2 separate regions of the Mus musculus genome follow, and region 2 is linked to region 1. The links are chromatin contacts, called in public HiChIP or PLAC-seq maps. All regions are on one chromosome and are shown on one strand. Each heading gives the region's core, a stretch centred on a gene start, on an enhancer-like site or on the middle of the called end of the contact. The rest is flanking DNA. Distances are from core to core; before and after follow the strand shown.

The links. HiChIP or PLAC-seq counts read pairs in DNA pulled down with a chosen protein or histone mark.
Region 2: an H3K27ac HiChIP or PLAC-seq map of VIP interneurons shows a contact between it and region 1, with 6 times the contacts expected there. The contact joins two enhancer-like sites. A contact is called at or near these places in 2 of 15 datasets of contacts at CTCF or cohesin (large pre-B cells and pro-B cells), 1 of 484 Hi-C or Micro-C datasets (bone marrow-derived macrophages) and 2 of 115 datasets of contacts at active chromatin or transcription factors (VIP interneurons and fibro-adipogenic progenitors).

Annotation. Positions count from the first base shown.
Region 1 is chr1:183,446,393-183,449,661 of GRCm38.p6, forward strand. No RefSeq gene overlaps it. Among named protein-coding and RNA genes, the nearest start is that of Hhipl2, 30 kb to the left of the region's middle. Within about 2 kb of position 1,624, at least 1 of the 459 cell types and tissues checked has an H3K27ac peak or open chromatin away from gene starts, as enhancers often do. A contact at or near this core is called in VIP interneurons, where this site is marked.
Region 2 is chr1:184,088,996-184,092,264 of GRCm38.p6, forward strand. No RefSeq gene overlaps it. Among named protein-coding and RNA genes, the nearest start is that of Dusp10, 56 kb to the left of the region's middle. Within about 2 kb of position 1,781, at least 10 of the 459 cell types and tissues checked have an H3K27ac peak or open chromatin away from gene starts, as enhancers often do. A contact at or near this core is called in VIP interneurons, where this site is marked.

The DNA.
Region 1 (3,269 bases), core at 374-2,873:
GGTTTAGGAGGTGTGGCCTGTTGGAGGAAGTAGGTCACTGGGGGGCGGGCGTTGAGAGTAAAAATGCTTTGCCTACTTCCTGTTTGCTCTTTGTGCCTGCAGTTTGAGGAGGTGAGCTCTTAGCTTCCTGCTCCTGGCACCAAGCCTGCTGCTTGCCACTATGTTCCCTGCCAGGATGGATTCTTATCCCTCATGGTCCCCAATAAATGTTTCTTTTCTACATATGTCTATTCCTACAAAGGCCTAACATAATCCCAACCGTCTCACAGAGATAACTTCTCATCATCCAAATGCTTGTTATGTGCCAGGAAGCTTTCTGGGTGTGAGGAGTTAGTTAGATCACAGCAGAGTCCAGAGCACATCTCTCATGCTCAGTGGTCTTAACAGGCTCTGGGAGGGCCCCATGACAGTGACTGAATCTGATGTCATCCATTTCAGGTTAGCTATACTACTCTCTGTCACTTCTGGCCTCGCCTGGGTGGCGAGTGCTGCCCCTGGACATTCTTGGGTATGGGTTTTTTTTTTTTTTTTTTTTTTTTTTTTTTTTTGGGTTGTTGAGACAGGGTTTCTCTGTGTAGCCCTGGCTGTCCTGGAACTCACTCTGTAGACCAGGCTGGCCTCGAACTCAGAAATCTGCCTGCCTCTGCCTCCCAAGTGCTGGGATTAAAGGCGTGCGCGGTATTTTTTAACCAATCAGCTTTGGTTTTTATCTCTGCCCAGTAGAAAGCTGCAGTTCCCAGGGTTGGTGTGAGGTCATAGCCCTGCATAAGCCTCTCAGTGTCTGACTCCGAGCAGGTGGCTCTCTTTTAAAAAAGCATCAAACAGTTTTAAAATTATTTATGTATTTACTTTTAAAAAATTATTTATTTATTATATGTAAGTAAACTGTAGCTGTCATCAGACACTCCAGAAGAGGGCATCAGGTCTCCTTATGGATGGTTGTGAGCCACCATGTGGTTGCTGGGATTTGAACTCAGGACCTTCAGGAGAGCAGTCAGTGTTCTTAACTGCCGAGCCATCTCACCAGCCCTATGTATTTACTTATCTATTTATTTATGTCTATATGTGGCATGTGTGACATAGCACACATGTGTAGGTCAAACCCACCAGAGTCTTTTCGTCCCTTCCAGCCTGTGGGTCCTGGGGAATGAACTATAATGGCCAGACTTGGAAGCATATGCCTGTACCCTCTGAGCCGCCTAGCTAGCCCCCAGCAGATGCCTTTTCATTCCAAGGCAATAACCAGCTGCCTTACTGGAGCCAGGTGGCTGGAGTCGGGCATTATGGAGGGTGGAAGAACACAGCTGGAGGATCAAGGAACAGTTGTAAGGATGTGGGAGCCCAGAGAGGTTAACTCTCTCTCTCTCTCATAGTTCCTGGTCTCCAACACATCCACCCCTCTGGGTTGACATTTTTGCATTTTATATTTGACTTAGCAGCAGGATTAAGTGTGCCATCAGGTGCAGGACACAGGGGTGGAGGTGAGTCGGCTGACATTCTCATCTGCATGCAGGGATAAACTGTCCTTGAAGCTAATCCACAAACTAAAGCACAGAGCTATTAGGCAGAACTCTAGGCAAGGGCTTTATTGGACAAAGCGTCTACCGTGGCTCTTCATGCCCGATAGTTTTGGAAGGACGGCTATGCATATTAATCCCTTCCCTTGGCAGACTGAAAACCCCTTGCAAGCAGATTCAGCTTGTTTTGCAACTTGCCAGGATCTGATGAATTGAAGCCATGATAATAAGATTCATTTTGGAGGGTTATGCTTCAGCCCCGGGGAGCCCAGGACCTCCTCTGACCGCTGTTTCTGTTCTGGCTCAAATGTCCTTGTTCTCTGTTTCTTTCTTTGGTCATAGGCAATGGGAATCTTCAGTTTGCTTCTATTACAGGAACATGTAAAGTTAGCCAAAATGGCTGAAGAGTTCTACTCAGCCACACATGGCACAAGAACCCTTACTTAGCATTAATTTGGAGGAGGTGCATAAACTCAGACAAACCCCAATAAGCTGCCAAACAGGTTCCCTCTGTAATTTTATTTTTGGCTTAGTTCTTTCCAGAAGAGCAAGTGCTGGGGATGTCAACAGACAGATGAGCCATTAGGGTTTGGGCAGGAATGTCCCCCACAGGTTCACATGTTTAAGCATTAGCTTGCCAGATGGTGGCGCTGTTTTGGGAGGTTGTGAATCTTTTGGGAGGTGGAGCCTGGCTGTGGGAGGCAGATTTCTGGGAGATGGACTTGGGCTTAGCCCAGGGTCCCATTTCCGTGCTCATTTCAATTCTCTGATCTGACCAAGAACAAGCAGCCTCATGCCCCACCAGCAATGGCATTGATTTCGGCAAGCCTTCTCCACTGTGATGGACTTTAACCTTGAACCATGATCCAGAAGAAACTCTTTTTCTCCTGGGTTGCTTCTTTTAGGTACCTGTTCTCAGTGATGGAACAGGGAGGGTGGCTGGGGGTGGGGTGCTAACGTTGGGGCCTACGTTAGAAAGAAAGGAGAGCTGGTATAAGCGGGGCCTTTTGTCTTGGAGCAGGGATAGGATTTGGGTTTAACTCTTGGTGATGGTTCTCCTAAAGGGAAGCAAAGCCCATTTGGGAAACCAGCACTGAACTGTTAACGTTCTCCTTCATAGTAGGCTTCATTTTGTGACAGTTATCACCCACTACCCTGAAGTGATATTCCATGGTGAGAAGTCTGTGCTTGCGCGGTGGCCTGGAGAGCCTGAAGGTGGGTACTTCTTGGAACATCACATTTGATATGACAGCAAGTTAAAAGTTCTGAGTTCTCCTGGGTGTAAAAATGCAGACATTTAATCTCAGCACTCAAGGTCTCCGTGAGTTCCAGGCTAGGGGAAGCTATCTGACTGTCCTACCTCCAACTCTGGAGAGTGCTAGGATCACAGGACACTTGCTAACATGCCAGGCTTCAGTTAGCTGAACCAAGGACTTTTTGAATTTGATTGTAAACACTTTTTCACCATTTTCTTTTTTGCACACATAACACCTAGATTTGGAGAAACTGAGTTAAGGTAAAGGAACACAGTACAAATTGAGTTCTGCAGGCGCCTAGCCAGGTGCTGTGTAGATAGCACCGCTTGTGGATAGCTTTTCCAAGTGTACTGGCTGCTTTTGTGCCTACTTGACACAAGCTGGAGTCATCAGAGGAAGGAGCCTTCCTTGAGGAAATGCCTCCATGAGATGCAGCTGTAAGGCACTTTCTCAATTAGTGATCAAGGGGGTGGGCCCAGCCCACTGTGGGTGGTGC
Region 2 (3,269 bases), core at 531-3,030, 640 kb after region 1:
ATTTCGTAAAATATAAAGAATTTGAATAATACAGCCCACATGACCACTCTGAAATGAAATAACTGAGCCGGCTCACCAGATGGGCCTCAGAGGTCTGAGCTCCAACACTTATCCTAGCCCTCAGAGTGACCGTCATGACCAGCAGGTCCCCCAAGTACCCAGAAAATGAGTGACTTCCTTTCCTTTTTCAGTGGGAGCCATTTTGCACCAATAATCCACTCCTGACACGAATGGCTCCTATCACTGAACAGAGGTCTGGCAAAACCAAGGGAAGTAGCATGCCTAGGAGCTTGGGTCCTCAGGGGGACCAGGTATATGGCTCTGGGAACACACTGAGCCATGTCCCCATCTCAAGCATCAGTCACTGACCTGTGATAAGTGGAGGACCACCCTCTAGAACAACATTAACCATAAAGGCAACTGAATCTTATAAGCTGGTCAGGGGAGAGGGAGGACCTGGTACTTTATTTTTTAAAGTACAATCTAAATATGGACAGTATCTGGCCACAATCCTCATCCAAGGATACAAAGGGCACATATGGAGGATAGGATCCAGAGGTGAAGTTACAGACAACTGAGGCCCTTCCATAATGGACACCATTTCTCCCTTTATCCTGGGAGTGCTAAGCTTCTCCATCCATCAGGATGAAATCAAAATAGCCTCATACTGGCCCAGCTGCACACCATCACCTCTCCTCAGCTTCACACTGGCTAATCTTAATAACACTGAAGTCTGCTCCCAGGAACCCAGCAATGCCTCCTGCCGGGCACGCTTTAAACTTTGGATGCTTCTATAGATCACAGGAGAACATTGTTAAAGGGCAGGCTCTAAGCAGTAGACCTGAGACCATGCCACATTTCTGCCACATTCTCAGGTAGTGTTTGAATTGTTCACAGTTTGAGTAGTGGGGCTCAGAGAACATACTCACAAAGAGGTATGTGTCGTAGAGACAAGTCAGAGGAACTCCTGATGTCTCCCTGGCACGTAGGCTCTGGCTATGTACCTAATTTTACCTACCACCTCCTAATTTCTAGAAAGGAAAAAAAAAGACACTAGGAGAATCTAAAATACATAGCTGACACTTCTCAGTCCCCAGCCCCTCTGGCAATACAAGGAGACAGCTTAAGGATGACATGGATTGTCACATCCAGAGCAATGCGATCTGCTTAATTGGGAGTATTTTGTCATAGGACAGAAAATGCTTCCTAATCACCTAAAGTTCCCATAATTGTGCGGACTCAAAGGCTGCTCTGACCATCACACATTCCAGTCCTCCTCCTAGCCCACTCCATTCTCTTCTTGTTTTCCTTTAAGCTGTTCTTGCTCAAATATAAGAGATGCAGACACCCAGTATTCCCACCATGGCCTTAGTGAAAACCGGATCATCCTTTTGATGATTCCGTAGTTGTCAGATCTGCGGCTCGGCTAATCTAGGTCCATGAATACCAGGATGCTTTCCTAGGACTGATCGACTCTCACTCCTAAATCCCACCTGGCATTCAAGCCTGTGTTGGGCTAAAAGGCCAGGGCGCTCTTGGCTCTGGTTCTGCAGGTTGACGTGAAATCCCCTTGTTCTTTCTCTCAGGGTGCCAGCCGAGGGTGACAACGCAGATGGGGCTGCTAACCATCAAGTCTCCTATATTTAACAGGGCCCTAATTACCCACAGGTCTCTGAGTGAGGAGGGCTGATGAGCAGTTCAAGCTCCCTGCATAGAAATAGCCTCAGAATAGTTGTGGTGTTGTTTCTAATTGCAATGGGTGAGCAGACTGGCTCATTAATCCTCCTCTAGCAGGCGTGCAAAACGGCTGCCCCAGAATAGCCCTGAGCTCAGCCAGCCCACAGCCAGCATTGGGGCTGGTGCTTTTGTACATATTTGGAGAAGGAAAGATGTCCCCAGGGATGAGAAATGTGTTGGTGGGGCGAGTGGGGAGCAGTCTATGGATGCTGGACTCTTAGGTAAACACAAAAACACTGTGGAAAAGTGCAGGGAAGCACCTGACATCTAGACAGGAGTGATTCCCATAAGTTATGGCAGGACAGAAACATGTCCCTCAAATGTCCCCAGCCTGCTCAGGTTTCTCTTCCTTTTCTGTGTGAATATTTCACTTTTTTTCATTGCTTGGATTGAGGATCTAATATCAGTCCTTCACACCACAGCGAGAGCACATCTGTTACAGGTTTCCATAAGAGTGGAGCTCTGCAAGTGACAGAGATCCTTTTCTGTCAGACCCCTCAGTGACTTTGTGAGTGAGCAAGGGTAGCTGCAATTCCCCTTCTATGAGGTAAATGTGGTACAGCAGGTGACAGGCTGTGTGCTTGGTTAACAATATCAGATCTTAGATAAGAGACAAGATCTTTTCTTGGGTTAAGAGAAGTACAACACCTTAGCTATGGTCTGGCTGATGCAGTTGAGGGAAAAGACTTTGGGCTGTCAAACTCTGTCTTCAGTCAGGCTGCTTAGATATCTCAGAGACCCAAGGAGGTCATGATGAGATGAAGTGACTCACAGCAAGTATGAAAGAGGAAAACCCTTTGACAGAGTTCTCAAACTACCTTCTACCTTCCTTTGGGAAGGAGTCTTTCATAGATCATAAGGTGACAGATGGACTAGGTTTTCCTTCACTTCCTCCTCCTCCTCCCCCTCCTACTCCCCCTCTCCATGCTTTCCTTCACCACATGTTCATGAAGATGACCTAGGAACATGCCAGGCTCTATGGGAGATTTACAATGATATAGAAGTAAAATTTCCCAGAATTCCTAGCTCTAGCAGCTATTCAACTGTTTTGTCTATCCTACTGCTTCTATACTAGAGATACAGTGAAGAAAGTTAAACCCGTTGTGACAAGCTGACAATAGTCACTGCACAAGACATATCCCCATATCCCACTGCTGGAAAGTAGGCACTATCATACCTTTTGGGGGGTGATACACTGAGGCTCTCTCAAGTCCATTTCCTCACTGTTGGTGCCATGTGGATAGGAATAGGACACAGAATGGGAAGCTGGGTCTAACTCACCCAAAGCCCTGGCTCCTGGATCACACGCAGTGTTGAACTTTGTCTTCTGTAAAACACCTTCTCTTCCCTTGCTGCTAGGACAGCTGGATGAATAGGTGAGTGAAGGCAGAAGTGAGGAGCTGAGGACAGCAATAGCTATGCCTACGAAAATGCCTATCATTTACCATCCAGTTCTTCTAATCTCCATGCTTACTACCCCATGGTCCATCAGTTGTGGAGGGTGTTGATAGCCCAAGGTAGCAGAAGTACTT